7 separate regions of the Mus musculus genome follow, and all the other regions are linked to region 1. Evidence: chromatin contacts called from public promoter capture Hi-C data. All regions are on one chromosome and are shown on one strand. The core of a region is the stretch at or near the end of the contact, and the rest is flanking DNA. Distances in the headings are between cores, read along the strand shown.

What was found. Promoter capture Hi-C pulls out the DNA fragments that hold promoters and counts their contacts.
Region 2: a promoter capture Hi-C map of liver shows a contact between it and region 1, with 2.3 times the contacts expected there. The contact joins the promoter of Akirin1 here to the promoter of Meaf6 in region 1. A contact is called at or near these places in 3 of 39 promoter capture datasets (liver and pre-B cells), 1 of 484 Hi-C or Micro-C datasets (B cells) and 2 of 9 other capture datasets (adipose tissue and liver).
Region 3: a promoter capture Hi-C map of the C10 cell line shows a contact between it and region 1, with 2.6 times the contacts expected there. The contact joins the promoter of Ago3 here to the promoter of Meaf6 in region 1. A contact is called at or near these places in 2 of 39 promoter capture datasets (the C10 cell line and hippocampal neurons).
Region 4: a promoter capture Hi-C map of liver shows a contact between it and region 1, with 2.4 times the contacts expected there. The contact joins the promoter of Sfpq here to the promoter of Meaf6 in region 1. A contact is called at or near these places in 4 of 39 promoter capture datasets (liver, neutrophils and pre-B cells) and 2 of 9 other capture datasets (adipose tissue and liver).
Region 5: a contact with region 1 is called in a promoter capture Hi-C map of pre-B cells, with 3 times the contacts expected there. The contact joins the promoter of Psmb2 here to the promoter of Meaf6 in region 1. A contact is called at or near these places in 2 of 39 promoter capture datasets (liver and pre-B cells).
Region 6: a promoter capture Hi-C map of pre-B cells shows a contact between it and region 1, with 2.6 times the contacts expected there. The contact joins the promoter of D830031N03Rik here to the promoter of Meaf6 in region 1. A contact is called at or near these places in 1 of 39 promoter capture datasets (pre-B cells) and 1 of 9 other capture datasets (liver).
Region 7: a contact with region 1 is called in a promoter capture Hi-C map of pre-B cells, with 2.5 times the contacts expected there. The contact joins the promoter of Pabpc4 here to the promoter of Meaf6 in region 1. A contact is called at or near these places in 2 of 39 promoter capture datasets (liver and pre-B cells).

What each region holds. Positions count from the first base shown.
Region 1 is chr4:125,083,773-125,086,472 of GRCm38.p6, forward strand. It overlaps Meaf6 (MYST/Esa1-associated factor 6), which reads left to right and starts at 1,389. Exons shown (of 8, transcript NM_001374123.1): 1 at 1,389-1,494; 2 at 2,373-2,488. The coding sequence starts at 1,405.
Region 2 is chr4:123,748,957-123,751,656 of GRCm38.p6, forward strand. Akirin1 (akirin 1) reads right to left here and starts at 1,343. Exons shown (of 5, transcript NM_023423.3): 1 at 992-1,343. The coding sequence starts at 1,208.
Region 3 is chr4:126,428,146-126,430,845 of GRCm38.p6, forward strand. Ago3 (argonaute RISC catalytic subunit 3) reads right to left here and starts at 1,397. Exons shown (of 19, transcript NM_153402.2): 1 at 1,123-1,397. The coding sequence starts at 1,141.
Region 4 is chr4:127,019,909-127,022,608 of GRCm38.p6, forward strand. It overlaps Sfpq (splicing factor proline/glutamine rich (polypyrimidine tract binding protein associated)), which reads left to right and starts at 1,393. Exons shown (of 10, transcript NM_023603.3): 1 at 1,393-2,312. The coding sequence starts at 1,509.
Region 5 is chr4:126,676,261-126,678,960 of GRCm38.p6, forward strand. Psmb2 (proteasome (prosome, macropain) subunit, beta type 2) reads left to right here and starts at 1,383. Exons shown (of 6, transcript NM_011970.4): 1 at 1,383-1,585. The coding sequence starts at 1,495.
Region 6 is chr4:123,410,541-123,413,240 of GRCm38.p6, forward strand. It overlaps D830031N03Rik (RIKEN cDNA D830031N03 gene), which reads right to left and starts at 1,371. Exons shown (of 1, transcript NM_001167918.1): 1 at 1-1,371. The coding sequence starts at 167. The region is part of intron 57 of Macf1 (microtubule-actin crosslinking factor 1); the gene reads right to left.
Region 7 is chr4:123,281,546-123,284,267 of GRCm38.p6, forward strand. It overlaps Pabpc4 (poly(A) binding protein, cytoplasmic 4), which reads left to right and starts at 1,366. Exons shown (of 15, transcript NM_130881.3): 1 at 1,366-2,262. The coding sequence starts at 2,070.

The DNA.
Region 1 (2,700 bases), core at 139-2,638:
CACCCACATGGCAGCTTACAACTATTCCTCCAGTCCCAGGAGGATCTGATGTCTTCTGGTCTTCTTGGGAATTGCATGCATATGGTACAGAGACATACATGCAGGCAAAACACTCATAGACATAAAAAGAAAATTTCCAAGGTCTGATTGTTATTTTTTTGAGCCTAGGCTAGCCTCAAATTCTCTGTGTAGTTGAGGCTCATCTTGATTTTTTCCCCCTCAAAACAGCTGTCCTGTCTGTCTTCGAGTCCCCTGAGTGCTGGGAATAAAGACATGTGCCACCATGCCTGGCCCTGGGAGGTTCTTCTGTGGGCCAGGCTGGCAGGAAAGGAAGAGATGCTAGACTCAAATTCAGGGATTTGTGCAAGCTTGGGCTTAGGCAGATATTTTACCAACTGAGTTTCATCTACAGCCTTGACTTTCTTTTTTGGGGGGTGGTGGTGAAACTGTCTTATATAGTCTTACTGGCCCAAATACTATGTAGTACCTTGACCTTCCTGCTTCTTTTACCGCGGCCTCTTGGGTGCTAGAATTATAGGCATGTACTACTGGAGAGGAACAAGAGATTAGTGAAGAGGTTTGTGAGAGAGAAAATTAGGCAAGAGGAGTTTTAGAAAATTGAGAATTTCTCATACCTGTTGAACAATATACATCTAGGGCATAGAAACCCAAGGACATCCACCCATGGGGGCAAAGAACGCCACCTAAACTACGAGTGACGTTGCTGAGCACTGAGAATGCAGAGGTGGGCTCAGGGTGTACCTGTAGAGTGCTTGCTTCGTCTGTCCTGAGATCCATCCCCAGCACCTATTAACAGCGGGCATGCTCAACACATGGAATCCCAGCAGTGGGAAGGCAGAGGCAGGACGATAAACTCACGGTCTGTTTCTGTTCAATACCAGCCTGGATACAGTTCTGGATCTGAAGATAGAAGCTAATTCTTTCATAATCCTTCCCCTCCGGCAAACCACGTACAACAGGAGATCTGCTTGCCTGTGCTAAACCCAGCAAGATGTTGGTTTGGGGATCTTCTCTGCAACCCGGTTGGTGGGCGGAACCTTGCTCAGGTTTTCCACCTGCAGTTGGGTGGTGTTGCAAGGACCTCGTCTGCCGGGAGACATATGGAATACTCAACAGGCCTATGCTGCAGCTGGGTTCTCGATGTAGTGAATGTCTGTGGGTGTCTGTTAAGCTCAGAGGCCCACAGTGGAGCAGCAAGGAAGGTCCCACACGTACAAGCGCCTCTCCGCGCCGGCTTTCGCGCGCTGAGCCGGCCAGCTTCCCCGGAAGCCGCGCGCGCAGGCGCGGTGTGGGGGGTCGCGCCCCCTGGCGGCCAGCGGCGACAGTGCGCAGGGTCCGCCTACTGGTCGCGCGCCGCCGCCTCCGCCGCCGCTTGAGCCCAACATGGCGATGCACAACAAGACGGCGCCGCCGCAGATCCCAGACACCCGGCGGGAGCTGGCCGAGCTGGTTAAGCGGAAGCAGGAGCTGGCGGTGAGTGGCCGAGGCCTGGACGCCGTCCCCACTTGGCCTCGCAGGCAGCTCCGGAGGCGAGGACGGCGGGCAGCCAGGGTCTGGGCGCTCTGGGCGGCCGGGCGCGGCGCGGTTCCCTGCGGCGGCGCGGTTCCCGGCCTGCGCTCAGTGGGGCGGGGCGGGGCGGTGAGGGCGCGGGAAGGGCGAGAGGCAGGAGGCGGGGACGACGCTCAGGTCGGGTTAGCGGTTGGAAAGGAGGCGGCTAGACCCCGGCCTGGAGAAGATGCACGATGGATTCCATGGGCGGCGCGTTTCAATGGCCGGGGAATGTGGTGTATTTGAGGATGCCAAGGAACGGGGCTGGCGGGAGACCCAAGACGCAGCCTAGGGAATTTGGATTGGTGACGCGCACCAGGAGCCGCCGGCACCCTGCTGACTGCCCTGTAGGCTCCCGCCTTTTACGGCGAGCATCCGGGAGGCAAAGCTCACCTGAAGCTGCCCTTCCAGGTTTCCATAGCAACCGGCATCCACTGCGGGCGGCCCTTCCAGAGCTAGCAGGGAGGAAGCAGTTGATGTAGAAGAGATGCTTTTGAAAAGCTGTTCACCCTTCTCGCTGCTGGTAGCAACACATTTAGTGAGTGAGAATGGAGACAGCTCACGGTCTGTCTCATCCCTGCTCGTGACAGCTAGGTTTTGCCTCTGAAGTAGATGCAAAATCTTGCATGTGTGTGCATTTTCTGAGGATAGACTATACATTTCATTCTATTTATAAAGGGGTCCATCACCCCTACACTTCCACAGAAATGGTTCATTGTGGGTAAGCTTGACTTTACAAGTCTGTGACGGAATTTCAGTTTGCTTAATGCTTGTTTTTCCCTGTCCCTGTTTTCATCACCTAGGAAACACTTGCAAACTTGGAGAGACAGATATATGCTTTTGAAGGAAGCTACCTGGAAGACACTCAGATGTATGGCAATATTATCCGTGGCTGGGATCGGTATTTGACCAATCAAAAGTGAGTGTCAAAATCTAGTAGTATTAGCTGAGCACTGGTGGTGCACGCCTTTAATCCCAGCACTTGGGAAGCAGAGGCAGGTAGATTTCTGAGTTCGAGGCCAGCCTGGTCAACAGAGTAAGTTCCAGGACAGCCAGGGCTATACAGAGAAACCCTGTCTGGAAGAAAAAAAAATCTAATAGTATCTCTCCATTTTATCCTCTACTAATATT
Region 2 (2,700 bases), core at 93-2,592, 1.3 Mb before region 1:
GGTGGCAGCAGTATCCTTGAGGGGCTAAGCACAGGAAGGAGGAAATGAAAACTAGAGGCACTAGAGACTGCAAGATGTAAGGGGGAAAAATGATTTAAAGGGACTGCAGGTTTTCCTAATGCTTGAGGAACAACAATAAGAAGAAAACAAAGAAACAACTTGGCCAAATCCACTTTTGAGGGATTATTTCTGGGATCCCTCTAATTTGCTGAATATGGGTGCTGAAGCGCGTTCCCTCCTCCTACTGCAATATGATAGGCATCTTTACTGCCCCATGAGTCCTTCTTTTTGCCTTGTCTAAAACGAAGTGCCTTACTCAAGTCGAGTCACTGTATTAGATATTTGAATTTTGAGTACAGAATCTCTGTATACTTAAGGATTCTCAAATACTAGCCAACCAACTACCCACTTCAAGCCATACCCGAAACAAGACAATAGCCACACGATAAAACAAGGTCAGTCCGTCTCTTAAGAAATAGTCTGGTTGAAATTGCATTCCATGGCTTCTGCTCCCTAAAGAATTCTAGAAATCAAGTCTTCCTAAAAGCACCTTGCGGCGCTACATACGCTCACGCCCCTTCCCCTCTATCCGTCTCCCGCCCCACTCATGGCTGGGTTCGTGAGCAGAATCCAATTTTCCATGGCCCACTGGATCTCCCGGGAGGTTCCGCACAAGCGGAGGCAGGAGGGGCTTCAGGGACACCAAGAGCCTTCGGCGGTCTGGGGTATCCCCACCTCATTTTGGTGCCCACCCCTCAGACTCTCCAGCTCCAGGAAACCCGAAAACCGACACTGTGGGGTCACTGCCCTTCCCGGATGTCTCTCGTCCCCGGAAGCAACCGGGCCCAGCAGCACCCCAGTTCCTTTTTCTCCCAAGGCCGATATGGGGTGCGGAGGTGATCTCGGCCGGTGTCCACGACCCCCGCACCCTCCCCGCCCCCCACGCCCGGGCCTGGCTTCCTGCCAAGTCCGCAGCAGCAGCGCAGGTTACCGGGAGTTGGAAGACGACGCTCGCTGCCGGGTGGGGCAGGCTGCTGGAGGCTCGCCGGCGGCGTCTGCATCTGAAGCGGCGGCGGCTCGGCGTCCGGGGGCCTGAGGCCCGGAGTGGGGCCGGGCAGAGGGGCGCAGCGTCGCCGCTTCGGGGAACCGGGGCTCAGCAGCGCCGCCTCGAACTCCATGGGCCGCTTCAGTGTCGCCCCGCACGCCATCCCGCGGAAGGGCCAGAGACCAGACGCAGACGCGGCAGCAAGGACTGCCCTGGATCCAACTCTTCAGCTACGGCTCCCAAGCCAAGCCGGCTCCAATGGCGCCTCCGGCACCCGGCAGCCGCGCTGGCCCCGCCTCCTGTGACGTCACGGGCGTGCGCCACCGCCCGGCAGAGGGGAAGAAGTCGGAAAAGGGCCGATCCGGGAGGCCCGCGAGCCTGGGCTCGGCCCATGGCGCCCCCTGCGGAAGAAGTAGGCCGGTCTGGGCGGAGAGCGTGGTCGCCTAGCAACACCCCCGCCCCCGCCCCTCCCAGGGCCCCCCCCTTCACGCTCTCTGCCGGAGTGGCCTGGGAGGTCTTTCGCACCTGCGCGGCAGGGGCCTCGGGGGCGGGGGATGGGAGAGACCCTGGGAGACCGGGGTTCCCTTGGCCGCGTGACCGATAAAAGAGGTGATTCTAAAGGGTTATCAAAGGATTTTGTCTTGAGTCCCAGGAAATCTTCACAAACATAACCGGGTTATCTAAGGATAGACTTTATTTAATCCACGAACCCTGTGCAATCATGGGCAAAATTGGAAGGGGAGGTGTGTTACAAATGAATGTATTTTGGGGATAGATGACCCGGCCATTAATCGGATCACTAAATGGATATGTGTTACGCAAAAAAGGATTAAAAGGAAAAAAAAAAAAACAAAAAACAATCCTACCAGAAAACTCACTGGCTTAAACTGTCTAACCAAGTGATACCAGGGTGTTAGGAACTTCCCCTGATAGCTGATTTGGCAGTTGGCTTCCTCATCCGACTTGGCAACTCAGACTGGTTCTTCCTCGGGTCAATCGAGATTCTCTGCCGTACTGTTGGCTGGAAAATGCTTTTGATATTCAGCAAATGAATAGAAAACAGGGAGGTTCTGCTTTAGGGAACTCTGGTTGTAATTTTCCTGGGGAGTAACTCCAGTGCTTTCAAATACATCAATAGAGTCATCAGAACAACACCTCCACATTCAAAGCCTTTCTGTAATTATTTGTATATTAGTGGCTGTGATTCCTGTAATCTGGCTTTAACATTATCTCTGTAACAGATTTTTCTAGAACAGTCCAAATTTTAGATACTCATTTCTAATTGCCAAGATGGCTGTCACAGTACTTCAACACACTTGGGGTTAGACAATAAAGGCATACTATCTCCAATCTTCCTCCTCCTTCTCCGCCTCTTCTTCCTTCTCCTCCTGTTCGTTTTGGTTGCTTTTCTCTGAGTCCTCTTCCGTTTCTACAAACTCTTTAAAGATCATAACATAGGTCATATACTTTCACATTTATTTCTGTAAAATATAAGACAGCACAGCATACCAAATTGCTGGTTTTCTGTTTGTTTTGCCATATTGGGATTCAAGCCTCCCTAGGCACATTACCCATGTTAAGTTTATTTTAGCACATTTATTGTCAATATAGATGTAACGTGGTTTAAACTAAAATCTAGAAATAAAACATTAGAG
Region 3 (2,700 bases), core at 147-2,646, 1.3 Mb after region 1:
TAAGAAAATATGAGAAAAAAAATGGAACATAGAAAGGGAAAAAATGGTAGACACTGAGTAGAAAGAAATTCCACATAATAAAGGAAATGCCTTTTTGTATCCCTTCGACAATTATGCCCTGAACTGATTTGAAGGCCTTCTATGTTGCTAGTTTTAGTTTTGGGTTTTTTTTTTTCTCTTATATTTGGGGACCTTTCAAATTGGCAAGATGAGATATGAAATTCAGTGACTTGCTAGGACATAATAACAAGGCAATCCCCCAAATATATGAAAACAATATATTACTGATCTTGTGGATGGAGAGAACTTTCAAACTGGAGAACAGGGTGACTGCTGGGCCAGCAGGCCGTTATGTAACACCTATTTCATGTTACTCTATCAACTACTTTAGAATCGCTGACTACTTTTTCCTTTTTAAAGACAAGCACTATCCAGGCCGGCTTCCTTTCTCAAGACCTCTTTTTTTTTTTTTTTTTTTTTTCCTCAAGAGACAAATCCTAAATTCCAGATTTCCTGTGCAGGGAATAGAAAATAGAGGGGAAATAGTGTCAGCATCCTGAAGCTCTGCCTTCTAGTAAGCAGTGGTCCAGAGCGACAGGACATCTCCGAGCTCCTCAGAAACTACACACTCAGACACTGAGAACCAGGGGTGGGAGCAATGCCATCTTGCATCTGACGTCGCCCGAGCACCAATTAGAAACGTAATCATTGATTATCTCAGAGTATCCTCAAACTACACTAATAGGTAGATAAGGGTTATGCCTGACTTGTTCTGCATCCATGGGACACACGACCCGGTTAAAGGACAAGCGCGCCCTTTATATTTCCAACAAGAATTCCAAAAGCAAGGGCAAACTTCTCTCCATTCTCAGGGGAAAGCACTCTAGGGGGATGTCATCACCTACAGAACTCCAAACTTAAGCCCTCCTTGTAGTTTCGCCAACTCAATGACCCCAAGAGTGTAGGTCCCTGGGCTGTGGAGAGGACACCCGCATCGGGCCTGAAAGCCCGCAACTCCCTCACTATGTGCGCTGACAGCACCTGAAGTGGAAGGAACAAGGATGCTCAGGGGACAACATCGGGGTAACGACCCCACCTGCCCTGTCCCGCAGCTCGCCTCACCTGCGGAGCCGATTTCCATTCATGGAGCTGGGGGGAGTGCTTCACGAGAGAAGGGTGCCACCACAGAGGCGAGGAGCGGACGCCCTCGGAAAGCTCCGGGCACAAGAGGCACAGTCGGGAGAGACAGACAGCCTGCAGCGAGGTAAGAGCGGCGACAGTCCTGAGTGAGGACGCTGGAACCAGGTCCGGAACTTGCGTCGCCCACAGATGCTGACGCGTGCAGCTTCCCGACCCGCCAGCCGCCCCGCCGCCGCAGCCGCTCGCTTTTCCCGGTCGCCCCCGGAAGCCCGCTCGCGTCACTTCCGCTCTCCGGATCCCGCCCCGCTCTCCCTCCGGGTCGGCAGCTCGCCTGGAGCCAGAGCCTTGCGGGAGCAACAAGGTCTGGGGATCTGTGGGCGGGTGAGCCGGTGCCTGGCTGGGGCGGAGCCGCGGATGGGCGGTCGCCCTGCACCCGCTGTGCCTGACGGCGACAATCCCGAGCGAGAGGCCAGCTTTCCCCGTGCCAGCCTCCCGGGTGAGGACCGCTGCTTGAGGCGACATCGCTGCCTGCCCGCGGAGCTTACCTGAGGTACATCCTACCTGAGAGTGGCGGGTGACCAGCCAAGGGCATCCTCCCTCCCAGCTCCGTCTGCCACACCCGCTTGGAGCACGTGCACTAGGCGGTGACCACAAGTTCAATATAGTTTTTAAACGGATGAACAAGAAACGGGATGTTCCATGTATACCAGATGGAATTACGTTTATGTTTAAACAGTCTCCCAATACGTTGAGGAACCTAAACGACCTTCCGGTGTTTAAACACCTGCTAAACCTTCTCTTCCTTGGGACTCGAGACTTTTACAGCTAAATTGGTCAGCCTCCAGTTTCCCCGATCCGATCCAGTCTGGTGCTTTTCTGCTGACTTGGAACCTTTGGGAGACTAGACCCAGCTCATTATCCGGCAAATAGTCCGTCTTTTAAAAATACTTGGCTTCGTGAAACCAGATACTTCATGCAAGCTTAGCAATGATTCAGTATTTTTCCCCGTGTCCCAATGAACCAGTAATGTTTTGACATATATTTCTTTTTTAAAAAAGAGAATTGAGAAAGATTTTATTTTCACGATCCCTTCCCTCCCCGTTTTGGGTTTTTGGATTAGTCACTTTATCTTTGGACTTTAGTTTCCTCATCAGAAAAACTGAAAGGAAAACAAAAAACAAAAACCTCCCAAATGTTAGTAACAAAAATATTTACAATAGTTACAATTTTGAGGTACTTAATAAATATGCTGACTACATAATAAACATTTAATACATGGAAGTGACTCCAAGCCACATCTAGCACACCAATTCTGCCTCTCTTCCTGTTGACTGAAAAGAAATACTCTTATCACTTTTAAAATATCACATCCTCAGATGAATGAGCACATCTTAAAAGTCATGTTCAAGCTCTGATTATATACAATCCATATTGACCTAAGCCATAAGAACTAAATCTCAGACTTGTGGAAGGACCTATCCTACCCCCAATCTCTTGATTCTGGAACTAGTTCTTTGAATGAATGCAAGCTCAACTAGCTTCCAGAAAAACATGGTGTGG
Region 4 (2,700 bases), core at 143-2,642, 1.9 Mb after region 1:
CTTCTACCACATGCCTGATGGGATCAAAGGCATGCACCAGCCCCATCCCGGTTAAAACCCAATGTTCATGAAGCTTTAAAGGGAGGGAATAAAAAGGAAATCTCGGCTGACCTGGTGGATGCATGCTTTTAGTCCCAGCACCTGGGAGGCAGAGGCAGGTGGAGGGCTGAGTTTGAGGCCAGTCTGGTCTACAGAAGTAGTTCTAGGACAGCCAGGGCTATGCAGAGTAACCCCGTCTTGAACAAAATCAAAAACAATTTCCTCTCCCATGATTTGTGCTTGTAAATTGTTACTGTACACACACATGGAGTCACATCTACCTCATTTACCCTTCTGCTGGAGAATAAAGTGAGTCTTCTGCATGTCACACAAGCCAGAACCCCAAAGGCTGTGTCCTCAGCTCTCTCCATACTTTTCCCTCTTGGACAAAGACTGCATTCACTCAAACCTAATGGCAAATTTTATAGTATTACAACAAACGTGTTGCTATGAAATAATGTTTTTTTTTTTCCCTTTTTTTTTTTTTTTTTTTTTTTTTTTTGGTTTTTCAAGACAGGGTTTCTCTGTATAGCCCTGGCTGTCCTGGAACTCACACCCGGCTTCCTTTTTCTTAAATCTTTACTTTTATTTATTCATTAATTTTTTTGGAGGCAGGGTTTCTTTGTGCAGTCCTGGCTGTCCTGGAATTTACTATGCAGCCCAGGCTGGCTTTGAACTTGGAGTCCTTTCTGCTTCCAGAGTGCTAGGATTAAAGGCATATGCCAAAACAACCGGGGCTTCTATTTTATTTTATTATTTTTATTTTATTACGTTTCATGTAGCCCAAGCTGGTTTTGAACTCAATGTAATTGATAATGTAAAGATAAACTTGCAGTCCTGATTACTAGTGCCTCCTCCTCCCAAATTTTGGGCTCACGTGTTTGCCAATCTGCTAGCCTTTGATAGGGTTTCAATAAAAGTAAAACCGTTGAGATTAAACTCTGTGAAATTGACTCTAACTTCATTGGCGTAGGAATAAGAGACAGCACAAGTTCAATTTATAACCTTGAACCCAGCGAAGATGTTAGCCAAGAATAGCGGACTACTCATAAGAGGAAAGAAAATAGCCTTTCAGCGCTATCAGGAGCTGATAGGGCCCTGGATATTTAATTTCACGCGAAAGTTGCAGGGCATGCCCATTCAAATTTCTTCCAACAAATCACAAAGGCGTATAGACACTTTCTTATCCGTTTATTGGTCAAATGGAAATCCCAGCCCTCCCTACCTCCCGCCTCTCACTAGGGAGCCAATTGGAAAAACTTAGGTTTCATCATCAAGTACTGTACTTGCTATTGGCTGTCCGAGCTGTCAATCTAGGGAAGGCGGGCCAGGCCGAACTGTCCTATTTAAGAAGAGGACAAAGGCGGCGCGCAGCTTGTGTCGTCCGCCATTTTGTGCTCAGCAAGGTGGCAACCACGTTCCCTGAGCGACTTCTCCGCTTCTGCCTCGACCGCCCCTTGACTACAGCTATGTCTCGGGATCGGTTCCGGAGTCGCGGTGGCGGCGGTGGAGGCTTTCACCGGCGTGGAGGAGGTGGCGGCCGCGGCGGCCTTCACGACTTCCGCTCTCCGCCGCCGGGCATGGGCCTCAACCAGAACCGCGGCCCCATGGGCCCGGGCCCTGGCGGCCCGAAGCCGCCGCTCCCGCCTCCACCTCCTCACCAGCAGCAGCAGCAGCCGCCGCCGCAGCAGCCTCCGCCGCAGCAGCCGCCGCCGCACCAGCAGCCGCCGCCGCACCAGCCGCCCCATCAACAGCCCCCGCCTCCGCCGCAGGAATCCAAGCCCGTCGTCCCCCAAGGCCCCGGCTCGGCGCCGGGGGTGAGCAGTGCGCCTCCGCCGGCGGTCTCGGCTCCGCCCGCCAACCCCCCGACCACCGGCGCCCCTCCGGGCCCTGGTCCAACCCCGACTCCGCCGCCCGCCGTCCCCTCCACCGCCCCCGGACCGCCTCCCCCATCGACGCCGAGCAGCGGAGTCTCGACCACCCCTCCACAGACCGGCGGCCCTCCGCCACCGCCCGCCGGGGGCGCCGGGCCGGGGCCTAAGCCGGGGCCAGGCCCTGGCGGTCCAAAAGGCGGCAAGATGCCCGGTGGGCCTAAGCCTGGAGGTGGCCCGGGCATGGGCGCTCCTGGTGGCCACCCGAAGCCACCACACCGAGGTGGCGGCGAGCCCCGTGGGGGCCGGCAGCATCATGCGCCCTACCACCAGCAGCACCACCAGGGGCCCCCTCCCGGCGGACCGGGACCGCGCACGGAGGAGAAGATCTCCGACTCGGAGGTGAGCGGGTTCTCGAGCAAAGCCGTCCGTTTCCCTAAGATGGCGGCGCCTGCCTACCCTCGGCGTTTTTTTTTCCTCTTCCCCCCCGCCCGCAGCCTAGAGGGCCTCCATTTTGTCCCCTGCCGGAAGCGCTCCTGCGCATGCTTGCGCAGGCGGGGCGGACGCGCGGCGGGCTGTGGAGGCCGCTAGGGATTGGCTTCCAGCGGGAGGGCATCCTCACGTCTTGGCGGTAATCCGCTAGAGGCTAGCGGTCCGGTCCCTTGGGACCCAACTAGTGCACGTCGGAGGCCTCTGTTTGGGAGAAAACAGGGCAACTTGGTGCTGTCTTCCTAGTCTGCATTTAGAGCTATTTGTTGACGTCAGAGGTGTATTGATTGGCGTTTGCTGA
Region 5 (2,700 bases), core at 133-2,632, 1.6 Mb after region 1:
TTCTATATGCAGTTTAATTGTAGTCTCTCCTCTATTACCCTTTCTATTGTTAAAAGAATTATTTTTACTTTATGTGTTATGGGGTTTTGGCCTGAATGTATGTGTGTGCATCAAGTGTGTGAAGTGCCTTCAGAGGACAGAGATACACCAGAGTTGCTGATAGCTGTCTTCCAGTTGCCTTATGGGTACTGGAAATTGATTCCAGGTCTTCCAGAAGAGCAGCCAGTGTTCTTAAGCACGGGTCCATCTCTCCAGTCCATCCCTAATTTCCTATCTTACTCTTTCCAAAATATTTCATGTAGGGCATGTGGATCAGGAATTTAATTCTAGCACTGATGAGTTAGAGGAAGGCAGATTTTTGTGAATTTGAAGTTAGTCTGGTCAACACAATTAAATTAGTTCCAGGACAACCAAGGCTACATAGTAGTAATACCCCATCTCTCAAAAAAGGCCGGGTGGTGGTGTCACAATACATTAATCCCAGCACTCAGAAAGCAGAGGCAGGTGGATCTCTGAGTTCGAGGTCAGCCTAGTCTATAAGAGTGAGTTTCAGAGTAGCCAAGAAATCCTGTCGGGACAAATCAAAATATAAAAAATAAGTAAATAAAAGTGAACATTTAAAAATTTGTTGGGATGAGGAACTTTGGGGAGGGGGGCAATGGCTGGAGTGTAAATAAATACTTTTTTTTCCCATTTTTATTAGGTATTTAGCTCATTTACATTAATAAATACATTTTTAAAATAATATTTTAAATGTAATGAAACAGAAGTATAGTAAAATATTTAAATTTAAAATTTTTTTTAAAAATTATTTGTATTGGGGATGAACGCGCTAGTGTGATGGTCAGAGGAAAACTTTGGGGAGTCTGTTCTTTCTACCGTGGGTTCGAGGGACAGGCTTGACTAACGTGCTTTCTGCCTCTGTCTATCCAGTACTAGGATTTCAAGAGGGAACCACCGCCAAGTAGGTTTTTTGTTTGTTTGTTTGTTTTGCTTTTGAGATGTGTTGTCCTAGGCTGCTCCCCTGGTCCTTAACTCTATGGCTCGGGGAAATTGTTCTTCAATCTGGCTTGCAGGGAAAATTTTCCCGTTTGTTTAACGAGCAAGGAAATGAAAACCAGAAAGCTGAAGACCTCCTCTCCTCTGTAGCACCCACACGTGCTGGTACTTCTTACACAGGGTACGGCTTGATTTGCGTGCAAACTCTAAAATTCGACTTGGTAGATAAGGAAACGCAACGCCCCATCACCCACAGCTACGTTTCCAAACCACACCTCTAGACCAGCCCACTCCGCAATCTCAGCGCGGAAAAGCACCCAAGCTCCCGCCTGCTCTCTCGCGAGAGGTGACGTCATTGGGCCGCGCCAGTGACTGGGCCGTCGCGCGTCTTGCGTCACCCCCAGCTCAGTCCGGGTGTGCTGTCTCACTGGTGAGGTCGTGTACCCGGGAAGTGTCCCTGTCCGTGGCCTCTGCAGCCTCCCGCTTCCCGGCACCATGGAGTACCTCATTGGCATCCAGGGCCCAGACTATGTCCTCGTCGCTTCCGACCGAGTGGCCGCCAGCAATATTGTCCAGATGAAGGACGGTGAGAGGAAGCAGGGGGAGGCCCGGCGGGCCTGGCTGGAGGGGCAGTCGGCGGGAGTTGGTGAAGGGGACCGTGGGCCTCCCTCTGGGCAGCTTGGAAGATGGAGCCCAGTGTGCTCTGCCCTGCTGGCACTGCAGGATTGAGAAGCCGGGGGAGCCGGCAGACAAGCTTAGGGCTCTAGTTTGGGATTCTGGGTCAGATGAGGCTTGCTAGGTGAGAGTTGCTCAGCGTGAGGGAATTAAGTTTATGAGAGCTCAAGTGTGTGCCCGGCGCCTCCAATTTCTGAATTTCTGGCAAGTTTCAGTCGCCCCAGATAGAAGTTATAATTTGTGGGTGCCCTAAGGTGGGATCTTGGGGAGAGTGAGACTCCCCAGAGTTTGGCATTTCCACTCTGCTTCCGCTGTCTTCAGTGGCTCACCTCAGAGCCTCTTCCGCCTTTCCCTGGCTGCTAGATTTTACTTGTCGTTAAATAGTGGAATGCAGCAGAGATGGCCTCTCTTTATTTGCTCTGTGAGTTTTGTACGTTATTTTTTTTCCCGTGCCCAGATTTTCTTATCTCTCAAATTACTAATAACCAACTCAAAACTTGTTGAGAGGATTGAGTGAAGGAGTTAGCATTGGACAAACACTTAACAAACTGAAGCATATATGTATCAGGTGTGTCCATCGTTAACATTTTAATTTGTTAAAAGTTTGGCTCTACTATGTGCCCTTCTTGCAGTTAGTTTTGGAGACAGAATATGTATAACTAAGATGTATAGATATAGTATATATTATATATAACACACATGCATATATATGTGTGTGTGTGTACATATATGTGTGCGTATACATATCTATGTATGTGTATATATGTATGTGTGTGTGTGTATATGTGTGTATATGTACAAAACTTTCTTAAGGAGATGTTGAAATAACTCAGTAGTAAAGATGCTTTTGCCCAGGCTTCACAACCGGAGTTTGGTCCCAGAACCCAGATGGCAGAGGAAGAGACCCCACCCCAACATCCTGCAGGTTGTCCTCTGACCTGTGCACCTGTTCTGTGGCAATGTGCACCTGTGCAGAACAAGAGAGAGAGTCTCTAAATAAATAAATAAAAATTTTAAAATTATCAA
Region 6 (2,700 bases), core at 121-2,620, 1.7 Mb before region 1:
TGATTAAGTTTTGACCCCTGGTCAATCTGTTCATTTATCCTCATTGTATCGTATATAGACCGCTGTGGAACATAGCAATCTTCTATATAGCCATCCTCATCTTCCCCTTTACCCAGGCAGGTAGGGTTCCGCCTTAAACAGTCTGGCCTGCTAAGTGGCTTACCCATACTTTTTCAATAAAGATGAACCATCAATCTTTCAAAAGTTTTTTTTCCCCGCCACGGGTTCTCTCAAAATACATTCTACATGAATTGTAAGTCCTCTTACATGTTTATACTCCAAACCACCAATTGCATCTGCCTTTCAGAAAGATCTGGAAGTTCCCAATTTGAAACCATTTTGGGAGAAACTCTAATAAGACAAACAGGTTTTCCCTCACAGGCTAGCAGCCTCATAACTGCAGAAAGACAAATGATATTATTTAATCAATAAACATAAAACAAATACTTGTATGGCTTCTGGTTTTACTTTTCTAAAGCCCTTTCAAATTCAGTCAGCAAAAAAATCGTTTGATATTGACAAGTCTTATTCAATATCTAGTTTCACTCGATTCGCACCAAAGCTGAGTTGGAAGCAGAAAATGTATACCAACTATGTCCTTTATAACAATGGCACACCCTCTCTAGCCTTCAAGTATGGTCCAAGCTCCTAAGAATTCCTTTCATTTTATCCTGTGTTCAGCCCTAAAGAGTCCAGCTGGTCTGAATTAGCCATTCGTCCTCTCTAGTTGGGTGTTTGCATTTGAACAGGGCTGGTCAGCGGATATTCCTGCAACTTTAAACACAGGAAGTCCTTCATTCGGGGCCAGCTTGGGGCTTCCTGTCTCCAAAACATCATGGCATTGTTGTGGCTTCCAAGCCAACACTGTATCGTGGCCGCAAAACAAGGCGAGTGGAGGCCCACGCTGGGCCTTTCAGAAGGCGGGCAGGCTGCGGCAGCGGCCAAGAGGCAGTCTGGACTCACTTAGCACCGCCCGCAAACCCGCGCCATGCCTCGCGCCCCGGAGGGCCAGGGTCGCCTCACCGCAACCTTGCAGGTGGCTCCCGGCGGGCCGGCCTTGGGTCTAGCGCTCAGGAAGTTAGTTTGTCCCTCCGGCAGCAGTAAGTCCCGTGTCCTGTGGGCGCCGCCTCCCCGGCCACTGCAGGTCCCCGGCCCCCAGCCGCCGCGTCGTGGGCTGCATGACAAGCAGTCGCCTCTTTTCTCCACCACGCCGCCGGCCCTGCAGCCGTCCTCCCCGCCCGCAGCTGTCACGGTCCCGGCATGCAAACTTCTGGCCGGGAACAAAAGGCTCCGCTCCGGCCGCACGAGGGGGGCGAGCCCGCCTCTCTCACGCCGCGCGGCCCGCTCACACGCCGCTGGCTGGAAGTGCTCGGGTGGCGGGCGGATCTCCTCCCCCTTCTAGCCCCGCCACAGCCGCTGCCCCGCCCGGGCAGCCCCCTTGGAAGCCCGGGAGCGCGCGGCGCCGACTGCTAGGGAGGAGGACGGGGGCGGGGCCTATAGGGAGCCCCGCCGGGAGGGGAGGGGGCGGAGGCAAGGATTGGAGGCCAAGGCGGCGAGGGAGGGGCTTCCCGGGGTTGGGGCGAGGGACTCCAGCTCATCCCGCACCCCCTCTAGCTCACTCCCTCCTCACCCACGGGAGTAATAGTGTCCCCGCCTGCGAGGGTGAGAGGAGAGGGGCAGTCCTGGTCATGCCGGGCAAATCCCCTGACAAAGGAAAGCCCCGCCCTCACAACGCTGGCCCGGCCCCTCCGCCCCCGCTTCTTTCCAACCGGCGGGATGGGAGCCCAGCCCAAGGGCGAACCCAGAAGGGGCGCCCCCGCCGCCCCCACTACCAGCCGGTAGTGGCTAGGGCCACTCGGGGGCCCCATCTGCCGGTAGAGACGTACGGGCTGGGGTGGGCGGTCTGCACTATCCTAGGCTCCAGCTTTGCCGCCAACGACTATCCCTGTATTTTTCCAATGTCACCTCTGGCGCTGACCAAAGAACAGGCTAGCCTTAAACACAGTCTTTTCTTGGCATGCCAAGGAATTAAGTTAGACTCAGGAACCAAGTTATTGGATAAACTCTAGGCACAGTTTCCCTTCTCAAGTATGTCAGATCTTGGCCCATTTCGCCACCTGGATTTCTCTGCTCAGACTTCAGCGGTCTTAATGACCGGAAAATGGGGTGCGGGTTGCAGGGCAGTGGAGACTCTAGCAGGAACAGCCCATGACCAACACCTGGATTGGCTATAACCGCTGTGCACGTCCAAGGAAATCTGAGCCTCTGAAGGGCTAGATGAAAAGCATGAGTTCATATTTCAAGTCTCAAGAATGAAAATATTAGAGAAATGTGTTACACAATCCTGCAAACTACGTTCTGGATTTTAGGAAAGCTATCTAGAGACCCTGTAATTGTTAAGAAAAGTACAAAGCAACCCAGAAGACTGCCTGCCAGAGGTAGCTTGCATCTCTTTGAGGTGTAATACTTGACTCCCTTTATGATGGTCCCTCGGATTTCATGAGGATGAAAAAGGTCAGTTAAAATGTACAAAGTCCTGTTGGCCCAAGTAGTTAATATAGATGATAAAACTTATGAGAAAGTTATTTCTACTCTTCACACAAACAGTAAATAAAACGAGTCACTGGTGTGTGGAGATTTGGCAGTGAAGCTTGGAGCTAAGCCTTAAACTTACTTGAGGAGCCAGAAACTCCTTGGCAA
Region 7 (2,722 bases), core at 116-2,615, 1.8 Mb before region 1:
ACTATGTAGCCCTGGCTGGCTTGGAACTTGCAATATCCATTTGGTTGGTCACAAATACTCAGGGGGGATCGGTCTCCCAAGTGCTGAGACTAAAGGTGTGAGTCACTACACCTAGCAAGGCTTCTTTATTTAATATAGTCACCAGAAATTATTCTCAGAGGTAAGGAGGGACTCTTACTTGTATACCATGGTAACCATGGCAACCATGGCATCTGCTGGGGGGGGAGCTCTGATTAGCCATTTATTGGAATGAATTGATTGATTAAATACTTATATTTCCTCAATTGTTTGCTTCAACCAGTAGACGAGTATCTGTCTAGCTTTTGCTAATTTCTGGTTTGAGTGAATATAAGGATAGAAAAAAAAATGGTCCCTGGCACTTATGGAGTAAGGAAATACTGCTATAACTCCACATATTTAGTCTCATGAGATAACATGATCTTCAAATGGTCAGTGAAACCTTCATTTGGGTAAAAAGTCAATGATTACCCTTCATCATCTAAGCGTAAACTCTTAACTAGCGTTTACATAGTAACAAAAACATTGTTTCACATGCACAGATGCATTCTCTTTGTGTTGTGCCATGAGTCGCCACGAGATGCCTTGTAAGGACATCACTAGAGATAGCTCCCTTATACAAGAACCATGAGCCCAAATACACCTTTCTTCTCCTCTTCTCCTTTTGCACAAACTAAGCTGTAGGCGTGCCACCAGAACAAAACAGGAGCGGACAGTCACGTTTTGTTTTATAAAAGCTTTGGCAAGATTTGTTCATCTTTTCAAAAACAGTCTCATCACCTAAGATACCACCACCATTTCTAATGACCTCCAAAATCCAACCTCAAGGTTATATGTTCTTAAAACTTTCGTATGTCTTACGTATTCAGCTCAACCATGTATTGGGCCACCTAGTAGCTGTACTTTAGCATCCCTTTGTGTAGATTTGGGCATTTCATGGATGTTTTAAACATTATACCTGCGTGTGGGTCTTGGGGAGGACATGACTCAATCCATACACTGCAGAAAGAGAATCATACAGGTGCGTGCTGCTGGTCCTCCAAACGCAAGGGGACGCTGTGACACCTTGCGGGCGGCTCCAGGTCACTCTGGTGTGACTGCCCCGCCTTGGGCCCCCGGGGCAGAGTGGGCGGGCACGACTGCGCCCAGGTCTCGAGGCGCCCTTCGACCAGCAGCGCCCGGGGCGGGAGGGTATAAATGGAGCGGTGGCGGCTCCAGCCGCCTCTCTCCGCCCCGGGTCGCAGCCATCAGTGTTGCGTTTGGGCTCAGCACGCCTGAAGCAGAAAAAAGAAAAAGCTTAAAAAAAACACAAAAGCCTCAAAAACCTTAAAAAAAAAAAAAAGAAAAGAAAAGAAGAGGAAAAAAAAAAGCAAAAGGGAAAAAAAGAAGAAAAAGAACCAGACAGCGACTTGTGCTGGGAGCCCGTGGGGAAGTGACTTTCACAGCTTCCGGCCTGCCTGTCCGTCAGCGTCTGTCTGTCCGTCCGGTGGTGAGCCATCCCCCTCGGCCCGGCCCGCCCCTGCACGCCTCTGCGCCGCGTGGCAGCCCCGCGCCCCGGCTGGCCGCACCACGTGTCCGCACTGCCCTTCGCCGGCACCCGCAAAGATTTGGTTTCCCCCTTCCTGGGCTGCTGTAACTGTAAACCGCCGGGAGTCCGGGGCCTATATTTATCACGAAACGCGTGTTCCCAAGGCGGCCGTGAGCGCAGCATCTGATTGCCTCTTGAAAATTTTTTGCCCCCTTTACGAGGGGATTTCCTACTTTAATTTTTATTTTTTAAGCCTCAAGCCAGGACAGCTGGAGAGTACAAACTCCAGGAGCGGGCCATATTGTTTTTGAGAGCCTTTTGTCTTGGGGCTTTTGCAGTCCCGTGCAAGTCGTCCCGCACACGGGTCCCGGCTCGGAGCCTCCCTGCTCCAGCCTTCTCCGGCGTCGCTGGTGCCACCTGTGCGCTGCGGCGCGTGCCATAGCTCCTCGGAGCCCCTTTTGTCCTGCAGTAGGCCTTGTTAGAAGTCCTCCTGGCGGGGCTCGGGGTCGTGGGGGGTGGGGAGATGAACGCTGCAGCCAGCAGCTACCCCATGGCCTCCTTATACGTGGGCGATTTGCACTCGGACGTCACCGAAGCCATGCTGTATGAAAAGTTTAGCCCTGCGGGGCCTGTGCTGTCCATCCGGGTCTGTCGCGATATGATCACCCGGCGCTCTCTGGGTTATGCCTACGTCAACTTCCAGCAGCCAGCTGACGGTGAGTAGTAGCGGTGTGCACACATTCGGGAGATTCCTGGGGACCTTGGGAATCCTGAAGGCGGAGGCCAAACTGCCAGGACCGGGGAACATAACAGCATGTTGCCTGAGAAGCCTTGGGTGGAAGCAAAATGAGCCAGGCATGTGGTCATGACCCTGGCTTCAGTCTCCCACCACTTGCTAACCTGATGACCTTGGGCTACTGGGTGGGGGTGGGGTAGAGCAGGGGTTGGAACCCAAGGAGATTTGTGTAATTCGGGATCCGAATAAAGGGACTTGGGTATTCTAGTGTGTCTAGCCCCACTCAGGTAGAAGTGGGTCTGGCACTCAGTGCATTGAAATGACACCTGAAAGTGTAGGTTGCAAAACTGGGGGCTCTAACCTGAACTGACTGACTTGGGATGGCTTTAGGGCAGTGGAAAGCAAGGAGAGCAGTTTCATCCAGTTGCCTTGAGGGGAGT